Regions from separate parts of the Macaca mulatta genome. Here region 1 is linked to region 2. The links are chromatin contacts, called in public Hi-C maps. All regions are on one chromosome and are shown on one strand. The core of a region is the stretch at or near the end of the contact, and the rest is flanking DNA. Distances in the headings are between cores, read along the strand shown. Region 1 holds the start of ZFYVE27 (zinc finger FYVE-type containing 27). Region 2 holds the start of AVPI1 (arginine vasopressin induced 1).

Region 1 (5,266 bases), core at 2,600-5,099, 53 kb before region 2:
TTTTAGGTCCAATGCTCCTCCTGCATCCAGCTTTAACCAATCCTACCACATCCTCCAATTTCTGTAAAATGGAAAAACCCTAACACATTAGTGTGCTAAGAAGCACTACAGACTAGTAGAGGAAAAGGAGGAGGGCAGGGCAGGATATACTTTTGTACTTTGCCACAAAGGGCAATACACACACATACAAAGAATGTGCCAGGGGGTACAGCCTCTCTCCTAAAGACCAAACTTCACATCATGCTGAGATTATACAAGGAGAAAACAGCCTCCCCCCATACTGTCTCACTACCCCTTGTGCCAAGAGCACAGTGGTCTCACAGTAGAGAACACAGCTCTGGAACACTGACTAGCTCATCTCTACAGATACTGACATAAATTAGATGAACAAGAAAAATGTAGGGCCTTGGCCAGAGAACTAGTAACAAGCCATCCACTATTTCCAGCCTGAGGCGCTGATAAATACACAATGGCATTCTCAGAGGTTAACCTAACTCCACTCACCCTGCTTCCTACCAGTCTCTCTCAGGTATTTTATAGGGTTGAGGGTCTTTATGAGAATCTGATGAAAACTAGAAGCTTTTCCCTAGAAATATACACATGTGCAGACACACAATTTTACACACAGTTTCAGGGGATTCACTGATCCCTAAAACTCACCCATAGGCTCCAAGTTAAAAACCTCTGCTCTTTAGGACAATCAGGTTTTTGTGGGACTCCTGATGCAAAGCAATATCAGGGACACAACATTTACCTCTGGGGGGGGAAAAAAAAAAAAACTTTTCTAACTTGAATCAAATTCAACCTTTAAATCTAACTTCTAGTCTGCACCACGAGGAAGAAACCAGACAAATCTCGGTAGCAAATTCTCCAGGAAAGTCAGTTCAGTCTCAGTCTCTTCAGCAAGTCAATGTCACGAGAGACGATTAGACTGAAAAAGACTTAAAAGACATATTAACTACAAACAATGCACAGTCCTGGACTGAAATGTGATTTAGCCAAAATAGATGGTACAACTGAGGAAATGGAATATGAACTGAGTACAGGATGATACCAAGGAGTTATTAATTTTGTTAGGTATGATATTACTTTGTTCTTGAAAGAAACGTCCTTAATTATTTAGAGATAAAAACTGACATATTTAGGGAGTAGAATGCCCTATAAGTAATTTAAAATAATGTTAACAGCTGGGTACAGTGGCTCACGCCTATAACCCCAGCACTTTGGGAGGCCAAGGTGGGTGGATCACGAGGTCAGGAGATCGAGACCATCCTGGCTAACACGTGAAACCCCATCTCTACTAAAAAACAAAAAATTAGCTGGGCGTTGTGGCAGGTGCCTGTAGTACCAGCTACTTGGGAGGCTGAGGCAGGAGAATGGTATGAACCCGGGAGGCAGAGCTTGCAGTGAGCCGAGATCGCGCCACTGCACTTCAGTCTGGGCAACAGAGTAAGACTCCGTCTCAAAAAATAATAATAATAATAATTTTAACATAATAAAATGAGCCAAAAGAAAAAAAAGAAAATTATAGAGAATGAAAATCAAAGCAGGATAGGAGGGAAAAAATTAAAATCCATAATCTCAATAAATTAGCAAAAATGGGCTGGGCGCAGTGGCTCACACCTGTAATCCCAGCACTTTGGGAGGCTGAGGCAGGAGGATCACTTGAGCCCAAAAGTTCAAGACCAGCCCAGGCAACACAGCGAGACCCTCTCTACAATTTTTTTTTTTTTAATTAGCCAAGCACAGTGGCTGAAGTAGGAGGATCACGTGAGTCGAAGAAGTTGAGGCCACAGTGAGCCATGATCACACTACTGCATTCCAGCCTGGACAACACAGCAAGATCCTGTCTCAAAAAAAAAAAAAAAAGTAGTGAAAATGGTATCTGCTTATTCATAGATTTTTGTATTTCTTAAACTTTTGTTCAAAATTATATCCTAATTTTTAAATATTAATTAAGCCAATATTGGGAGCAAAGGAAAAAATTAAGCCTGCTCTAAGCTGCAGAAGGCCTGATGTTCAAGGCTGTCCAGCAGTCCGGAGGAAGGAGCTTATTCAGTCACAAAGAAGAATCCTGCTGAAAGGCAGGATCATTCCCAGTATCTGCCTTTCCTGGGCTGGGTCTGAGACACAGGGTAGGCCTAGATAAACCCAGAGGCCGAAAAGACCTCCCAGAACTGCTCCTCACTAGGGCAGAAAGGACAGCCCAGGCACTGCCTAAATGGCCGGTGTTAGTTACTACAGAGCAGGAAGGCAGAAGGCACAGCAGACATGAGCAACTCCACAAAGTCTGTACCTGAGCAAGTATCGAACACCATCACCTGCATCCTTCAAGGGTTCCAGGTAGATCTCCAGCCTCTTGTAGGAGAGAACCAAGTTGAAAAGGTCAAACGCTGGGGACTTGGTAGGAAAAGGTGGAGACTCCAGGGGAGCCTCGGGCATCACACTGGGGCTCAGCTCCGGCCCACTCCCCTCACGTTCTGAAGTCTGCATCCTGTAACCATAATAATTACCAACATTTGCATTGCACGTCTAGTCCCCAACACACTTCTACCTACTGCTTCAGGTGGCGCCACAGTAAACCTGTGAGCAAGGCAAAGTGAATTATTCAGACCTAAAATCCTGTTCTTTGGACTCTCCGTCCAATGCTCTTTTCCCCACAGATCCATCAAAACTAAAATTCATAAAAACCAAGCACATTTGATCGCTGCAGCGAGGAAGCCCATGGGCTGAAATGAAATGATGTCCCGGAACATTTTTCTCCCACTCTTTACCTGGTTAATTCCTACTCATCCTTCAGGTATCAGCTTAAACATCACTCCCTTACTCTGGCAAGTCTCTGCCAACACCTCCAACTCTGGACTGGGAGACCCTCCCCAATGCTCCCAAAGGATCACGTACTCACCCTAACAGAGCACTTATCACATCACATCGCTTCTTGGCCTTGTGGCTAAGATCAAGTGCAGAGCACTTACCACGTCCAAGTAAAACTCCCTGCTCTTACTTGGCCGCCATTCACGACTGTTTCTGTACACAGTGGGTGCTTAACAAATGCCTGCTGAATGAGTGAATGAAATACCGTGCTCCAGGACTCCCGCCCCATCCTCTAACCCTTCCCACTCCCTTCAGTTCCCAACAACTTCCTGGGCCATCTCCGCCCAGGGCAGTCGGCATCACAACGCCGCATTCCCGTCTGCCCTCTCTGATGAGGAAACCCAGGAGCCTTTACGGTCTTTCCCAGTTCAAAGTCCTACCCTGAACGCTAAGCAGCAAACGAGGGAGCGGAACCTCGGCGAAGAGCAACATAAACCAGTCCCAGGCAATTAGCCGCGACAATGGGATGGTGAGGGGATGGGACAAAGGGGCCAACGGGAGCCGAAATCAACGCAGGCCGAGCCAGGGCGAAAAGGCACAGAGCGGCGCCAGGTAGAAGCCCAGGAAGGGGTGAGGTAGGTCGACGCCCGCACTGGCCTTGGCCAAGACCTCTGCAGCCAGGAGGGCCTGATGGAGCCCGTGCGGCAGGACAGCGAAGGCCACGCCCAAGTTCGCGGGGCCAGCAGGTGGCGGCCCCCGCTGCGCCCAAGCGCCCAGCTACACACAGCCTGCGGAGACACGGGGACGCGGGGTGGGGGGGCCGGCACCTCACGTACCCGGCCAGTGGCTCCGTAAGAGAGACGGCAGGTTCGGGCAGGAGCAGGGGGAGAGCCACTGGGCCCCAGAGCGTTTCCTCAGGCCCGCCCCGGCCGAACGCCGCTCCTCCTGCCAGGGCCGTTCGGAAGTCGCAAGTCCGAAAATCTCCTCCGCCTACGCCGCCGCCGCCACGGCCGCTTCCGGGACGTGAATCGCTCTGCGGCTGCGTCCTCATGACGTCATGCCGCTCCGGCTTTAGCTCCGCCCACTCCAGCACAGGTGAGCTCCCCCCCCCACCCTTGCCAGCACTGCGCCTGCGCGCCTTTCCCCGCGCGCTGCAGGCTGGAGTTACCTTGTCCTTGGCTGGCCGGGTTTAATAAAGTGAGGACCCTTGGGAGCACGTGCTTGGCGACCCTGCACCTCGTTGCCCTGCCTCGCCGCAGGAGCAGTTGGCGAGAGGCTTAACTGAAGAATTTACATCTTCATCCTTTTTCCTTCCAACTTTGGAACTGAACTGGGGACTATGTGTGAGCCCAGGAAAGACGGAAACCGTATCCTATATGAGATGCCCAGCAGAGCATGCAGTTGTTTCCTGAGTAGCTAGTGTATACAAGGTCTTGTGCAGGCTTCTCCCAGCTCAGTTCACTTCACACCGTGTGGCCCAGTTAATTTCCCTTAAAGGACACGTCCGATGGCTTTATAGTAGTGGCTCAGGTACGGAGGAGCTAAGCACTGGACCGGACTGAGCTCTTTTTAGACATTATCTAGTCCTCCTCCAACAACCCTATTAGGATTATCGCCATTTTACAGATGGGGAATCTCAGACGTGTTAAGGAACTTCTTAGGAACACGCAGCTAAGAAGCAACTGGGAGCGGGAATTTGACGCTTATGTGTCATCTGACCCCAGCACCCCAACCATACCACACCCACCTTGGTCTGCATTTCCTGGTCTCGTCCTCTGCCATCTTTCAGCTGCCTTTAACTTTGGCCAACTGAACCCCTCCATTGTTACCCTCAAATGCCCCTGGCACTCAAATGTCTGTATCCCTTCCTTGAGTGCCCCAGCTGGAAGTAATCACTTCCCTCTTCAAGCAGCCACACAGCTTTATCTGCACCTCTTTCTCCATGATCTCCTTTCAGAAAGACAGGCCCACCCCTCCAGCCAGGACTCAGCTGTGCTCCAGGGTCCAACTCTTATTTCCTTGGGGCTTTGCTCTAACAGGCCTGAAATCTTGACTCTCATTAACTCTTAATCATCATTTTTAGAGACAAAATTCATGGCAATTTTCTCCTTTAGCCTAACCTTACCCCCTCTTTCCTACCTGATTTGGAAGACTCACTGTAAAGTGCTCTCTACTGCTGCTTCCTCGCCCAGTTCACTCTTCACTGCACTGTAGTCCTGCTCCCCTCCATATTACTTGGCTCACCTGTGACATCCTAGCTGCTAAATCCAATGGACACTTCCCAGGCCTCCTTGCAGGTGACCTCGGAAGCACTGGACTGTCTTTCCTTTTTGGCACCATTGTCCACCTTAGCTTTCATGACACCATCCTCTCCTTCTCTCTTTCCTACCTTCAAGGTCTCCTTAGGGCTTTTCTTCCTACCCCTCAAGGTAGGGGCTCCTTTTGCCACCCT
Region 2 (5,870 bases), core at 2,494-4,993:
GCTACTCAGGAGGCTGAGGCAGGAGAATCGCTTGAATCCGGGAGGTGGAGGTTGAAGTGAGCTGAGATTGGGCCACTGCACTCCAGCCTGGTGACAGAGCAAGACCTGTCTTAAAAAAAAAAAAAAAAAAAAAAAAGACAAGAAAATAGGCAGAGGAATTAAGTAATTTGCTTAAGGTAAAACAGTTAAAACTCCCTTCTTAGACTTTACTTCCTTTGAGGGTAAAAACCAGTACTGAGTTGAACCATATTTGAGCCCAAGACAAAAGAAAAAATATATGTCCTATATGCACTTACCTTCCATATTTTGAACCAAATAGAAAAAGTGGATAAAAGCATTCCAATAAAAAAATTACTACATATAAAGTTCCATGTTATTCAATGTGTTCACACGTTATTGTCAACTCTCATAAAGCCTCATTGGTAGTGACTGTTCCCATTGCAAAATAATGCAAGGTCATAAACAACAGCCTGCCTATATTTTAAATGTTGATATTCTGTTCATCATGGATTTTTTGCATTAATTTTGATTTTAAAAAATGTTGTGTTAAGATATTATTTATCTTGGGTTTCCTGAGTTTTTTGGTGCCCTCTTAAATTTTATGCCTGAAAGGAGTTCCTCACTAAACTCACTTTAATCTAGGCCCTGGGTAAAATCAAGTTTGGGCCTGAATTTCATGAGGTTTCCATTCCCCAGAGTTGACTTTCTCTAAACAGGGCCCTGTCTGGGGTGATTACTGTCTCCAGCACCATTCTGTGAGTCTCAGATGACTCCACTTCTGGTGAGGCTTACATGGCCCACACAACTGTGGAGTGCCCCATCTTCTCGCCAGAAGTATTGAATCACAAAGCTGTAACAATAGAAATGGTTCCATTGTAAGCACATGGTCACATGCCTGCAAAAATGTTTGGAGATAAGAGATACGCTCCACCCAGCCTTAGTCACATCTGACCCAGAAACCACAAGTTCCCAATTCCTACCTCGGGATGCTCATCTAAGCTCATGGCATCAGAATTCCTAGGTTCACCCAGCACCGATATGCCAAGAGTCTGGCTTCCCTATTTATTAGAATGGGCCAGTGGGAGTCACTGGCTCAGAAGCTCAGCCTTTGGTTCAGGAGCCTGCACAGTCCCCTCCTTAGCCAAGTAGTTGGCTGAAAGTCTCTGCACCAATACTTTCCACTGGAGATGAACATTGCTGATTTCTTTGTTTTTTTCAACGGTTCCCCAGGGCTTGAGGAAAAGTGAAGAGAAGCCACTGTAAAAACCTTTTTAACGGGCCAGGCTCTGTGGCTTATGCTTGTAATCCCAACACTTTGGGAGGCCAAGGTGGGAGGATCATGAGATCAATAGATTGAGACCATCCTGGCCAACGTGGTGAAACCCCGCCTCTACTAAAAATACAAAAATTAGCCGGGCGTGCTGGCATGTGCTTGTAATCCCAGCTACTCAGGAGGCTGAAGCAGGAGAATCGCTTGAACCCAGGAGGCAGAGATTGCAGTGAGCCGAGATCGTGCCACTGCACTCCAGTCTGACAACAGAGTGAGATTCCGTTTCAAAAACAAAAAACCTTTTAGCGGCCGAGCATGGTGGCTCACACCTGTAATCCCAGCACTTTGGGAGGCTGAGGCAGGTGGATTACCTGAGGTCAAGAGTTCAAGACCAGGCCGGTCGCGGTGGCTCAAGCCTGTAATCCCAGCACTTTGGGAGGCCGAGACGGGCGGATCATGAGGTCAGGAGATCGAGACCATCCTGGCTAACAGGGTGAAACCCCGTCTCTACTAAAAAATACAAAAAGCTAGCCGGGCGAGGTGGCGGGCGCCTGTAGTCTCAGCTACTCGGGAGGCTGAGGCAGGAGAATGGCGTGAACCAGGGAGGCGGAGCTTGCAGTGAGCTGAGATCTGGCCACTACACTCCAGCCTGGGCGACAGAGCGAGACTCCATCTCAAAAAAAAAAAAAAAAAAAAAAGAGTTCAAGACCAGTCTGGCCAACATGGTGAAACCCCATCTCTACTAAAAATACAAAAATTAGCCAGGCGTGGTGGCACATGCCTGTAGTCCCAGCTACTCAGGAGGCTGAGGCAGAAGAATCGCTTGAACCCAGGGGGCAGAAGATGCAGTGAGCTGAGGTGGTGCCACTGCACTCCAGTTTGGGCAACAGAGTGAGACTCTGTCTCAAAAAAACAAAACAGAACAAAAAACCCTTTTAGCCACAGCACAACAACACTTACTGATGCTATTTTTGTGCAGAAGGACAGAGAGAGGAACTGGAGAGCACGGGGTGAGGACAAATAGCTCCCTAACATCCCCTTCACCCTGCAACAAGGAATTCATAAATCCCCGTGTACTGGCTCTTCCTCTTCCCACCCAGAACTTTTACAGAAGAAAAATCAAGCTTAAATGGATAGGAGGTCAGTTATGATGTAAAAAGGAAGTCAGGGAGACCCAAAAGCCTTTCCTGAGCATTGCTGAACAAGTGCACGAACACCTTATCTTCCAAGGACAAAACAAGCATTTATCAGAGGCCCACTGGATACCCTGCATCCACTCCTGCCCCCTCCAATCCAAGTTCCAAGCTGCAGCCACAGTGACCTTCTAAAAACACAAACTTGTCATGAGGATGAAATTTGCAAAGTGCTGACTGACACTACTGGTACGTGGTAAGTACTATAAAATGCCCATTACATAAACACAGTACATATAATGCCATTCCCTGTTTAAACTCCTCCGAGGATCACATACAACCTTCTCTGCCTGTGCTCTCTCTTGTTAGCCTTACTCCGGGTCGCATTTAATTCCTCCGGAGCCAAGCTACCTCCTGGCCCAACCAAATGCCTTTCCCTCTTCCCTTAAAGCAGTTTCCCCAGACCCACTCCTCTTCATTTGACCAATTTCAACTCTTCTTTATATCTCAGCTTAAATGTTGCTTCTTCAGCCCTCCTGAACCTCCGAGAGGAAGCTTAGGTTCCTCCATAATTATCCTCTTATAGCCATAACATTGATCACAACTGTAATCACATACTCCATGTTTTAGGTTGTTTAACGCCTGCCTCCTTACTAGGCTGTAGACTCCCCAGGACAAGGGCTATAGGTCTTTCCGTCTCTCTTGTTTACTGCCTATCAAGGAACTCGGACAGCACAGGTCACTAATGAACATTTCCGAATGAATACAAACTTTAAAATACTGTCTTGTTTAGGTAACCGGCCCAAAGTCGCACAATGTCCCAATATTTGAACCCCCGACATTCTGGCTTTGAAGCCCAAGGTCGGACTGCAGCAGACTGCCCCTTCCTCTCCAAAGCCGGAGCCAAACGGTGGGCTGGGAGGGAAGTTGAAAGGCAGAATCTGAGGATCTGCAGAGGGCCACGCGCCGTAAGGCAGTCGGTGCCGTGCGCGCTGGCCTTGGGCCCAGGAGAAGGGGCACTGTCACGTGTACCCTACAGGGACAGCTGCCGCCGCACCCCGGGGCAGGAATGCTGCCCCGCCCGGCGCCGCGCCGGCAAAACCGCGCTGGCCCTAGGGACTGACGTCAAGGAAGGGGGCGCCTCCGGCGCCGCGCTAGGGCGGCGAGGGCGGTGGGCAGGGCCCGGGTGGACACGCCCCCTCGCCGCCGCTCCGCCGCTGATTAGGTTCGAGGAAGCTTCGCACTCTGCTTTCGAGGCCAGCGGAGGCGGGGGGCGGAGATGGACACGCCCCCTCCCTGTCTCCCGCCTATGATTGGCGCACGGAACTCCGCCTTGGGTTTGGAAGGCTCGCCTGGGAGCTCACACCCGGCTCGGGCCGAGGATTGGCTGTTCCGGGGCTGGGGAGCGCTTTCTCCCGGGAACCGCGGCTGTGACCCAGGTGGTCTGGACCAGTTTGAAGCTTCGTGCGGCCCGCCTCAAGCAACCAGGTACTTAGGTCGGCGGCCCAGCTCGGCGCTTCCGTGGGAGCCGGAGGGCGACAGTCAGCCGGGGTGCCATCGGGGGACGCGACCGCCAGATCCACTTAGGGCCCCGTCGTTCTGCGAAGCGGCCACGTCTGAGCCCCGGGGCCTCCTCGTGCTGGAGATGTCGCTTTAGGACCTCGGCCAGAATACCCTCTGCCACGCTCTTGTGCTGCCTGTGATCACCGACTGGCCCTGGAAGCACTCTCGCAGCAGGAAGCCCAGAGCTGCGCCCGCCCTTTCTGAAGGCTGTGGAAGAGGTTTGAGTGGGCGCATCTTAGCTTGCCCCATCCCCATTTGAGGTCTGTCGGAGCTGCCCTTCAGCGTGGTGAGTACCTTCTTCAATTCTCCACCGGGCAGTGGAGTGCAGAAGTGCACAGGCTGGCTTGGGAGTCCTGACTTTGGATCCCTGTGCCTTCCACAATCTACAGAAGCAGATAGCTTCCAAAAGGCTTCTGGGCCTGACTTTCCCCAGAAGACCTCCTCAGCCATCTGGCAGGAACAAAAATAACAGTGGCTTGAGAGCCCGGGTGCTGGGGTCAAACTGCCTGGGTTCGTGTCCCAGCTTCCATCACCTGCCAGCTGTGTGACTTTGGGTGTAGTGTTCTCATCTGTAAAATGGGTGTAACAATAGTGCCACCTCATGTGAGGAGGAAAGAAAGCACCCATCTGAACGTGCTCTGTTCTGTGCTTGACACTGAACAAGCTGCCTCTATGATTTTAATCATAAAGCTATGACTTAAAAGTACACAGATTTGCTGATTGCTGTGATGATGAAAATGAAAATGATTCTATAGCCTCTGGTAGTCAGGTAGCCTTTCCCTTCATAATTTATTCATTCAACCAGCATACGTGGAATGTCTGTGGTATACCAGGTGCTAGAAGGAATGCCCTTGCAAACTTAATCTCCCTTTTCCTGCTAAGGGTTATTTATTCTCACCATTTATTTTAAAAAGCTTATTTAAAATTTTGTAGAGGCAGTCTTGCTATGTTGACCAGGCTGGTCTCAAACTCCTGGGCTCAAGCGATCCTCCCACCTCAGCCTCCCAAAATGCTGGGATTATAGGCATGAGCCACCGGGCCCGGCCTTATACCCACTATTTTGATGATGAGCAACTTGTGGCAGGGGAAACTGAGACTTATCCAAGGTCACCCAGTTAGCAGCACAGCCAGAATTCAGGGTTCTAGAACTCTTGAAAGGGTTATCCCTAGATCTAGTAGCAGTTTATTTTCAGGTCATATATGAGAACTGGTCTGGGGAAAGGGCCCAGTTCCTTTCTCCACCTCCAGGGGCACAGATTTGGAGGCCAATGTATATCCAGTTCTCTAGGCATACCTCCCTGAGGCTAGGCCCTGCTGGTGGGGAAGCCCACACAGCCATTTGAACTGGGCTTCCCATTTGAGGAGTCACAGATTTTGGCTGCTGTCCAGTGGCATGTCTGTGTAGGATAGCAGGCCAGGGCCCCAAGTGTTGATTAGGGTCTTGGGCCAGAGCCTCCAGTAATTTTTCTAAGAGCCCCTAGGCCCCTGATTACAGAGATTATTGCTATCACCTGGGTTATTGGAAGGGTGCCTCCTCCTGTGTGAGGACCTAGGAGATGCCAGCTCACTCAAATGTGTTCTGCCTCTCGTGGTTACCTGGGCCTCCCTGGACTACAGTGAGATACTCTCCTAGAATAGCTGTCTGAACTGAACTTTGTATATTACAAAGGGTGCTCAATTGCACACTATATTTATATATTGCAAATTCATTGCATGGTGAGTCACTTTTTAAATATATTTCTTTGTTAGGGTTCCACAGTTCTTCACTTACTGCCTGTTTCAAAACAAGTTGAACTTTGTCATTTTCAATGTTTGGTATTTCCTTTGGGGTTCATTTTCAACCTAGTTTGTGTCAAATTGTATTTTGCAATTGGTCTGTTTGTACACAGACCCATACTTATCTT

Evidence for each region. Hi-C and Micro-C count contacts between places; a contact is called where the count stands out from the background.
Region 1: a contact with region 2 is called in a Hi-C map of liver, with 3 times the contacts expected there. The contact joins the promoter of ZFYVE27 here to the promoter of AVPI1 in region 2. A contact is called at or near these places in 8 of 14 Hi-C or Micro-C datasets (CD4 T cells, blood, cortical neurons and 4 more).

The regions. Positions count from the first base shown.
Region 1 is chr9:109,785,876-109,791,141 of T2T-MMU8v2.0, reverse strand. It overlaps ZFYVE27 (zinc finger FYVE-type containing 27), which reads right to left and starts at 3,849. Exons shown (of 13, transcript XR_013398210.1): 1 at 3,647-3,849; 2 at 2,297-2,494. LOC144331234 (a long non-coding RNA gene) reads left to right here and starts at 3,269. Exons shown (of 3, transcript XR_013398221.1): 1 at 3,269-5,266. LOC144331239 (a long non-coding RNA gene) reads right to left here. Exons shown (of 3, transcript XR_013398226.1): 3 at 5,204-5,266.
Region 2 is chr9:109,732,377-109,738,246 of T2T-MMU8v2.0, reverse strand. It overlaps AVPI1 (arginine vasopressin induced 1), which reads left to right and starts at 3,743. Exons shown (of 3, transcript NM_001266977.2): 1 at 3,743-4,252.